Linked DNA regions of Sus scrofa: region 1 is linked to region 2. Evidence: chromatin contacts called from public HiChIP or PLAC-seq data. All regions are on one chromosome and are shown on one strand. The core of a region is the stretch at or near the end of the contact, and the rest is flanking DNA. Distances in the headings are between cores, read along the strand shown.

Region 1 (5,044 bases), core at 1,565-4,064, 110 kb after region 2:
CGGGTGACAAAACACCCTTACCTCTTGCCTTCATGGAGCTTGAAGTCCGCAGGGAAAGGAAGGCAGGGAAAAATTGTTTAAAAAAACACCCTAAGATACAGATCGTGTTAAGTGAGATGAGCAGGGTGCTATGGAAGAGAGCAGCAGGAGAAACCCAACTGAAATGTGAGTGGTCAGGGAAGGATTTTCTAAGGAATGGATACCCGAGCTGAGCCCAGAGGGATAAGGCAGAAAGAGCTAGGCCAGGAGTGGGGAAAGGGCCTTCCTGGCATATGGGACTGCCCATGAAAGGCCCTGAAGTTGAAAAAGCTCATGTTCTTACAAACTAAAGGAAACCTATTGCAGTTGAGTGTGGTAATAAAGAGAGAATAATGATGATGGAGTTCCTGTCGTGATGCAGCGGAAACGAATCCAACTAGTATCCATGAGGTTGTGGGTTCAATCCTGGCCTCGCTCAGTGGGTGAAGGATCTAGTATTGCCATGAGATGCAGCTTGGATCCTGTGTTGCTCTGTCTGTGGCGTAGGCTTGCAGCTATAGCTCCGATTTGACCCCTAGCATGGGAACCTCCATGTGCCACAGGTGTGGCCCTAAAAAGAAAGAAAGAGAAAAAAAAAAAAAACGACGACACTGTTCCAATCCAGTCTCCCCTTCTAGACACGAATGAAGCCCTAAAAAGTGGGGAGGGGTAATAAAGGAGAAAGAATAACTATGAAAGAAAAGGTTTTAAATGATGCAGCCCTGTAGGCTGTACTTAGGGACATCACAGTCACAGGAACTCTTTGGTTTAGGCCATTTTCCTCATGTAATTATTAGTAATTCCCTCTTCACTCTTAAAAACGTCCTGGCTTAGGCAATGAATTGTATTCATTTAAGCTGTATTAAGCAATATAGATTTTATTCCGAATGTAGGCTTCAAAGAGAGCTTTTGAAGAGTATTAAGGAAATGATCTAGCTTTTAGGTGACAAGGCCTGAGTGGAAGGAAAGTTGGAAGGCTTTTCTGGAGTTTCGGAGACAGATGATCTTGCCTTGGCATGGATGGTGACATTGAGATGAAGAGATGTGGATAGACTCGGGGTTAGGTCCTAGTGATAAAGTCACCCTGGGAGATGAGAGAGAAGGAGTTATCATGAACAACTAACTGTGAGGTTTTAGCTGAGTGGCTGGTGGTGCCATTGCTTCCATGGGAAGTAATTGAGAGAAAACACTGAGTGGGGAATGAAGTGGGGAAGAACAGGGGCTCTGGTTTTCTGAAGGATTTTTGGTGGTGGTTCGTTTACAATGTTGTATTAGTTTCAGGTGTACAGCAAAGTGACTCAGTATATATGCATATATATCTATTTTTTTTCAGATTCTTTTCCTATAAAGTTTATTACAAAATATTGAGTATAGTTCCCTGTGCTATACAGTAGGTCCTTGTTGGTTATTTATTTTATGTATAGTTGTGTATATATCTTAATCCCAGCCTTCTAATTTGTCCCTCCTCTCCTCCTTTCTCCTTTGGTAACTTAAGTTTGTTTTCTGTGTCTGTGGGTCTATTTCTGTTTTGTGTATAAGCTCATTTGTATCGTTTTTGTTGGTTTTTTTATATTCCCCACATAAACACTATCATATGATGTTTGTCTTTCTCTGACTTACTTCACTTAGTATAATAATCTCTAGGTCCATCCATGTTGCTGCAAGTGACATTATTTCATTCCATTTTATGGCTGAGTAATATTTATTGTGTATATGTACCACATCTTCTTTATCCATTCTTCTGTCATTGGATATTTAGGTGGCTTCTCTGTCTTGGCTATTGTAAATAATGCCTCAGTGGACATTGGGGTGCATGTATCTTTTCAAATTGTGGTTTTCTTTGGATATATGCCCAGGAATGGGCTTATTGGATGATTTGGTTATTCTGTTTTTAGTTCGTTCAGGAACCCCATACTGTTCTCCACAGTGGTTATACCTAGGCTCCATTTTTGATGTGTTAAGTTTGAGGTGCCATGGAGATGCCAGGTATTTTGCCCAAGGATAAAGAGCAAATAAGTAGATCCAAGTAGATAGAAGAAGATCTGAGAATTCAAACCTTTGTCTTAGGAATCCAAACCTTCTATATGCAAGAAACCATCCTAAATATGTTGTGCTTAGGTATTTCTTCATGCTGTATTTCCTGAGTAATGCTTGTAACAGATGCTCAGGGCTTTGCTTCTGGGCTCTTAGTTACAGCACAGGCCCAAAAGTATATTTAAATAATTTTCTAAAAATGAGTAACCAATGATCCAACCCACAAATGTTTTAAGAAAAAGATAGGTAGGACATGAGATTATGGGGTGTGGCTGTTGTCACTTGATGGATTAGGACGTTAAGCACAGGGAGGTTATGTGCTTTCACTAATGTTAACCAAGTATTGAGAGAACTGGGATTTATGGCCCCAGTCTCCATTCCTTCCACATCACAGCTCTCTGCAGACAATCTACAGATAGTCCTGGTGCGAGGTCACTTAGCAAATGTCTAGATGAGACAGTGGGTTTTGTTGTTGGCCCGAGTTGGGGAGGGTTTTATCTCCATCAGGGGAGGAAGATCATCTTCAGCAGTCTTGCAGTTGTGAGCAGAGCGAGTTTGATTGTTCAGATTTTCCTTTGGCAAGAAGCACATGTGTTTTGAGTGATACAGAGCACTCTGTTGTGTGAGCCACGCAAACACGTGCCTCTTAGCGCAGCTGATGTGTCCATTTGCTATGGAGCGACAGCTGGCTGCCTAGCCCATCAATGTGGCTGCTGTTTCAGGTAGAGACAGCTGTTCCACCACCAGGTATGGGGCACTGAGAGAAGAAACAGGCTGAAAAGGACACTGCTTCTAGAGCCCCTTGGGCGTCATCCTGGTTAAGTGACTCGCTGTTGTTGACTGGATGGCGTTCTTTAGATATTCTCATCGAATTGATCTCTTACCAAATGAATGCTTTCGCTTTACAAAAATTAAAATGAGTCTTGGCCAAAAGGACACAGTTGTGAGAGTCATCCTGTTAGAGCATGATGCTGATTTCATACAACGTATCTATGGTGCCAATCCAGTTTCAGCCAATTAAGTCAATCATACCAAGTCTGGGAATGAAGTTTAAATGATTGTGCATGGAATTACCCACACATTTAGTGATCATGGCTAAAGCACCATTTGCACAGGCCTTGGGTGTCATGTTTACCCGAGAGTGACTTGCGTCTTTCATCCATGTCTCTCAGCTGTCACCCTATGTCTGGAGAGTGTGCCTGCAAGCCAGGCTGGTCGGGCCTCTACTGTAATGAGACATGTTCTCCTGGATTCTACGGGGAAGCCTGCCAACAGATCTGCAGCTGCCAAAATGGGGCTGACTGTGACAGTGTGACAGGAAAGTGCACCTGTGCCCCAGGATTCAAAGTGAGTGACTTGGGCTCTGGAAGGAGAAGATGGAGGTATAACTTGGAGCACATCGATGCCATGGTTTATGTGACCTTTTCTGAAGTACAATGACCGTGCTAAAAGTCAATCACATCACTAAGAGGAAAGAAAATAAAGAGAAAAGTAATGATAAGCGATATAAGTAATTACCTTAGAATGGTGACCAGGCAAGCTGCTGAAACTATAAAGTGGTGTTAATATTTAAAAATCTAATTAATGTAGGTCATGAAGTAGGATGTGTTTTAATTATTCCTGATACAATTATTTTATCCTGTTTTATAGGCAACAAAAAATTACTTTTCCAAGTAGGTTATGGATTATTGTCAACAGTTTCTGTTTTAATTCCATGCAATTTGAAGGCACATGCTATATAAAGTTATCATTTATTATGTATTTACATCCAGTGATTAGTAGTATGTAAATTTTTCAGTCCCTTTGAGAATCTCTACCTTACAAATGTGTCTGTAAGCTGGGAGAGCAGAATTTTTGCCTAGCTCCCCAAATTTTTTAGGTGCAGATTAGGAATTTTTGTTTTAAGGGAAAATGTGTTGTTGTTGATTTATTTTCTCCCATTTTAAAGAGAACATTAAACTGTCAGGAACGTTGATGGTTCTTCCAGAGCACATACTATAGAACAAGTGGGCCATAAAGTCTCAGAGCTGAGATCTTTACAGGGTTTTCTAACCCGTATCACAGGTCTTCAGCTGAGCCCTTGAATTAGCCTTGTCTTAAGAGTCCCTGCTGTTTTTAAAGGAGGTAACCTCCAGTCACCTTTGGTAACCAACTTCTAGGTTTAACGCTCCCTGTCAGATAATAAATCGAATCATGCTGCTGGCTGAGTGTGTTCTGTTCCTTTGCCTCACCCACTAATCATACTGCATATTATACAAAGAAGGCTAGGGTTTAATGTATAGTTCACATTTATGTTTATTTATTTATCGACAGTAACTTTACAGCTATGGTTTATTGTTCAATATCTAGTGGTCTGAGTAAGGACAGAAGGTTTTATGGTTGCCTTGAAGGAAAACTGATGAAGGCAGGCTCTTTGGGATCTCATTCAATACTCTCTCCTAAATATAGGCCTGCTAGACTTGCCCTTGAATCTGTAAAATTAGTATAGTGTTGACATTATAACAGCTCTTGAAAATACAATGTGTTAAAATTAGAGAGGGAGTGTAATTAGCATGGCCAAGATATATTTTTGTTTATTTGTGTTGGCCTGATTTCAAGTGGTAAGCGCGCATGCATTTTCCCATTTGTGCCTGTCTAGGGAATCGACTGCTCTACTCCATGCTCTCTGGGAACCTATGGGGTAAACTGTTCTTCTCTCTGCGGCTGTAAAAATGATGCCATGTGCTCTCCTGTGGATGGGTCTTGTACTTGCAAGGCAGGTGAGTAGGGGAATGAGTCTTTATCTGATCCTGGTCCTGTTCGCTCCCAAAGGCACAGGAGAGAAACCTTGCCTAGGATTCTAGCTCCAGCTGTGCTCAAATATGCTGCCTGAACTCAGAAAGCCCCTTCCCCAAGGGGGGCTCTCCTGCTTTTGTGATTCAAGGGGAGAGGCTTATATGAGATAATCTCTCAAGTCGCTGTGAGTCTCTGTGCTCCGAGGAAGAGTGAGCCA
Region 2 (4,775 bases), core at 2,078-4,577:
TGTAGACCTAATTCTCATTCGAGTGGGTCATCTTGACCTTGTCTCCCCTGGTACAGCAGTAAGGCCACGAGGTAGCATCATTGCTTGATTAAAACTTCCCAAGACCCTGTCTCCTCTAGCGGAGGTGCTGATGAGTGGTGCACAGTCAGCATCCAGTGAGAAGCACTGTCCCGAGGATGTGGCGTGAGGCAGGAGGTGGATGATTTATACTTTGGACTCTCAGGTTTTGAATAGTTGGCCTCCTAGCTGTTCTTTCATAGGAGGCAGGGGAATTGAAGGGGTGAGCATGAGGGGAGGGCCAGCAATGGGGGCTGTGCCGCGAGGGGGCAGTTCACCTGGGCCGGGAGAAGTCAGGTGGTTCCTCCCACCGGAAAGAAGACACCCTCCGTCAGGAAGGGTGAGGGCTGTACCCAAGCCCAGCCAAGGACTCGGGTGCAGAGAGTTCCTCAGCAGAGCTAGACAGATGGTCTGCTTTTATTTTGGTGAAGACCAGCCTGGAGCAAAGGCACTTTTCTTCCGCTGTTCCAAAACAAAAACAAAAACAAAAAAGCTTATGATGTGGAGCTCTGCCAAGCTAAGGCTGGGGAAAACAAACAAACAAACCCTAGCCAGTTTTTTTTTTCAAGGCAGGATGTAAATGATGCTTTGTAGTTTTGTTTGTGCAGCCCCTGGGGACTGTTCGGAGGACCTCCCCACAGCCCATCACTGCTGTGGGGTTTAACGTTTATGCTCCAGCTTGTCATCCTATAAGCTAGCCCTCTAGGTCCAGGTGTCACCTTCCAGCATGATTTTCTTTGATTGAGGGTATTGTGTTGTGATGAAATCCAGAGAGCTTCTGAAAGTGGTCCCCTATATTTGCTTTTAGAATTTTAAGTGTACGCTTATATGTGGCCCTCTCCTGGAAGGACAAAACGCTGCTCTTTCTGAATGTACAGAGTTCAGCTGCGGCAGACAGAGATGTTAACTCTCTCCATGGATGAAGGATTTCTTATTAGCTTGCTCTAAGGAAACGCTCATCTAGTTGGAGCGTTCAGAAAAGCATCTTTCATTTCTTGGCCGGGTTGTTCCCTTTGTGAAAACGAGGCCATGTCATTAGGGCCCCAGTGGCCTGTGGATTCATTTGCTGGCACAGAAGGGAGACCCGTTTGCATGGTGGCCAGCATGCCCTGTCTGTTTGCTTTGATGGTGAGTGTGTCAGGCTCCACTGCTGAGGAGGATGGCAACCACGGCCCGACAGGCAGGATTTCGGAACAAAGTGTCAGTCAGTAACTACAGGGCTTTGGAAGCCAGGCAAGTTTTGTCACCACGTTCTAAGAACCCAGTTCTTGAAAACAAAAGCAGCTTCCCAGTCTCTGTCTAGGACTTGGATGTATCACAAGTAAGACCCCAGGCAGAGCAAAGCTCTTCAATGTGTACTGGGGACCACAGTGCAGTGTCTTGCCTGGTGTGCTCCCTGAGACGTGAGGAGATGACCTCTGCCTGCCTCTGGCCACTGTGCCCACAAAGAAAAAGCCCTGGGCAGGGACCGTCCCACCCTTTCTTTGTGGCCCAGGGGTTGTTGGCAGCTGAGCAGCGAGGGAAAGTGAAGACGCCTGCAGGCGGTCAGTGTCAGGCCTCGGAATCATTGTTGAAGGCTCAGCAGGGACCCCATGGTTAGAGGAAAGAAGTCCAGATGAAGCAAAATTACTTAAGGAGAGATTAACTTTGGGGGAGTCTCGCTTCATTGGCTTGGCTCAAGTTTTACCTTAGATGTACTTTATGCTGAGTTGTGGGAGGTGGTGAAATCACCCAAGTTTGAAATTCCACCATTTCTCATGAGTGTAGCTGCCCACTTTTAGAATTGTAACACTTCGAAGCGATTTGTGTGTGTGTGTGTGTTTTCTTGTCTTGGTGCCAATGAAAAGCATTAACAGTGATGTCAATCTCTAGGTCATTGTCCCTAAATCTCAAGGTCAGTGGCCTTGTGTGAAACAAATAAATGCTTCTAGAGTGAAGGGGCATAGTGTCCCCCTAGAGCTCGACGAGGAAGTCCAGGCTGATGGGGTGAGCAGTGCATCTGGAGCCAAAAGCTCTCGACTTGAGATCTCAATTTGCCACCGTTTTATTGTAGGTATCATAAATCTCTTCTGTGCCTGATTTCTGATTTGAGATGAAAAGGTCAAAAAGGCTCTTTGTGAAGTTCTTCTTGTGGCTCAGCAGGTTAAGAACCTGACACAGAGTCCATGAGGATTCCGGTTCAAACCCTAGCCTCCCTTGGTGGGTCAAGGATCAAGCGTTACTGCAAGTGGCATAGGTCACAGACACATGGCTGTGGTGTAGGCCTGTGGCTGCAGCTCCGTTTTGACCCCTGGTCTGGAAACTTCTATATGCTATAGGTGAGGCCCTAAAAAGAAAAGAAAAAAAGCTGTTTGCAACCTCTTGAACCTTTGTGTGTGTGTGTGTGTGTGTGTGTGTGTATAACCTTTGTCTTTTTTTTTAATGGCTGCACCCACAGCGTATGGAGTTTCTGGGCCAGGGATTGAATCCAAACGGCAGCTGCAACTACACAGGGCTGTGGCAAATGCTGAATCCTTTAACCCACTGGGTAGGAATGCAGATCAAACTTGCCCATCCACAGGGATAGGAGCCACTGCAGTCGTGTTCTTAACCCACTCTGCCACAGCAGGAACTCCCAACCCCATGAACTTGATAGGGAAGCCTCTGGGGGTGTCTGGAGTGTAGGGTGTGGCTGAGTGGGCAGGTGAGACCAGGAGAGCTGAAGGCTCCTCACTGGCAGCACCCCCAGCGGAACCAGAGCTGCACGGTGGCAACAGATCTCGATACCAAATGGAGGGAGCACAACAGTGTGACTTGAAGAATTGGCTCCTCCTCTGCCTTCTCTGCCCTGGAAAAGCCGAGGCTGAGTTTGGAGACAGCTGCTTTCCTTGGGGCTCTTCCTCTGCGGTGGCTCCTGGTTATGTTGCAGCCTGGCTCCGACACATGGAACTTAAAGCGCAACTGTAGCTCAGTCCCCATTTGGAGCCAACTCCAGACCAAGTCTCAACTCCCTTCTTCCGTTCATGATGGATATGTTTTCTTTCACTTCATTAGGACAGATCTTCAGGAAAAAGGGTGAAAATGAATTGCTCTCTCTCTTTTTAAAAAATTTATACGCAAATTTTAAAAAGAAATTGTTAGCATTTGAAGCCTGATAGCGCCTGCTGTTCCCCCAAGAGACCCTGGAAAGAGTGCCAGGTGATGGCACAAAGCCCCAGTTCGGGAGAGTGGCCTGGAAAGCCCAGTCCTGGCCCTCTGGGTAACAGAGAACCAGGACCCTCTAATCCACGCCACATGCAGTGACCTGAGCAGACCCCACAGGACAACAGAAGGCTCGCTGTCTCCTCGCGGACCAGTTGCTCCAAAGCCCTGGTACAGCTGTGGCCGGCTTTGTAGGGAAGTGCAGCGGGGCTTGATCTTTTAATCTCTTTTCTCCCTTATAGGTATTATAAATAACAACTGGTCTGTAGGAGTACCTGCCAGAAGGGATTGAGCTCTGCATTCTACCCTCAAAAAGGCATTGTTTTGTGTCATCTTACTTCTTAAGTCCTTAGAGGAGAGGGGGGCGGGGAGAACAGAACCCCAAAGCAAAGCTACTTTGTTTTGAGCCAGAAAAATCCAAGTTGAGAAATTTAGAATTGAAATCGAGGTAGGCAAGTTACTCCCAAAGCTCGCATTCCGTAGCACTTCACAGAGCAAAAGCACACACAGGCCCACTTCCCTAAGTCTGTTCATATTCTACGTTAAACCAGCCAATTGGAGTTTTGAATTCGGGTGGACGTGGGGCAGAGCTGGGACTCTGAAAGGCATGGCGGCTTCACCGTGTTGGATGCCCTTTGGTTTCCGGTTGCTTAAAGTCGAGAGAGAGCTAAATGGTCTATTTTGGCTTCGGTTTGTGGGTTCTGGAGGAATTGTGATCTGTTTTAGAGCTCTCTGGGTGGGCACAGAGGTGACATTCTGGTCCCCCTCCGCTCAGATCCTGCAGAAGAGGCTGCAGGGGTACTGGGCTGACACAGAATGCCCTGTTGTTATTGTTTGCTGAAGTTTCTCTCCTTCTACCCTTGAGTTCTAGCAACCAGCTTATGGGTCTCAAGATCCATGGAAGAATGAGTGAATGTGTGTTTTGCTTATGCAGACAGGTGATAAAAAGAAGCAAACAAGGAGTTCCCATCATGGCTCAGTGGTTAACGAATCTGACTAGGAACCATGAGGTTGTGGGTTCGATCCCTGGCCTTGCTCAGTGGGTTAAGGATCTGGTATTGCCGTGAGCTGTGGTGTAGGTTGCAGATGCCGCTTGGATCCAGTGTTGCTGTGGCTGTGGTACAGGCCAGCGGCTACAGCTCCGATTAGACCCCTAGTCTGGGAACCTCCATATGCCCTGGGAACAGCCCTAAAAAAGACAAGGAAAAAAAAAAAAAAAAAAAAAAAAGCAAACAAAAAGTCCCTACCTCTTGGGCAGACATTTGCTACTTACTCCTTAGAACTTAGCTTACTTCTAGATCTCTCGCTCTCTCTTTTTTTTTTTTTTTTTTTTTTTTTGGTTTTTGTTTGTTTTTTTAGGGCCGCACTCGAGGCATATGGAGGTTCCCAGTCTAGGGGTCCAATCAGAGCTGCACCTGCAGGCCTATACCACAGCCACAGTCACGCAGGATCTGAACCACATCTGCGACCTACACCACAGCTCAAGGCCACACCGGATCCTCAGCCCACTGAGGGAGGCCAAGGATTGAATCTGCGTC

Evidence for each region. HiChIP or PLAC-seq counts read pairs in DNA pulled down with a chosen protein or histone mark.
Region 1: a contact with region 2 is called in an H3K27ac HiChIP or PLAC-seq map of skeletal muscle. The contact joins two enhancer-like sites. A contact is called at or near these places in 4 of 47 Hi-C or Micro-C datasets (embryonic fibroblasts, epiblast stem cells, fetal skeletal muscle and 1 more) and 1 of 2 datasets of contacts at active chromatin or transcription factors (skeletal muscle).

Annotation. Positions count from the first base shown.
Region 1 is chr2:130,354,632-130,359,675 of Sscrofa11.1, forward strand. It overlaps MEGF10 (multiple epidermal growth factor-like domains protein 10), which reads left to right. Exons shown (of 27, transcript XM_021084704.1): 11 at 3,225-3,399; 12 at 4,691-4,811. Among named protein-coding and RNA genes, the nearest start is that of PRRC1, 86 kb to the right of the region's middle. Within about 2 kb of position 2,815, at least 4 of the 83 cell types and tissues checked have an H3K27ac peak or open chromatin away from gene starts, as enhancers often do. A contact at or near this core is called in fetal skeletal muscle and skeletal muscle, where this site is marked.
Region 2 is chr2:130,241,119-130,245,893 of Sscrofa11.1, forward strand. The region is part of intron 1 of MEGF10 (multiple epidermal growth factor-like domains protein 10); the gene reads left to right. Among named protein-coding and RNA genes, the nearest start is that of MEGF10, 17 kb to the left of the region's middle. Within about 2 kb of position 3,328, at least 6 of the 83 cell types and tissues checked have an H3K27ac peak or open chromatin away from gene starts, as enhancers often do. A contact at or near this core is called in fetal skeletal muscle and skeletal muscle, where this site is marked.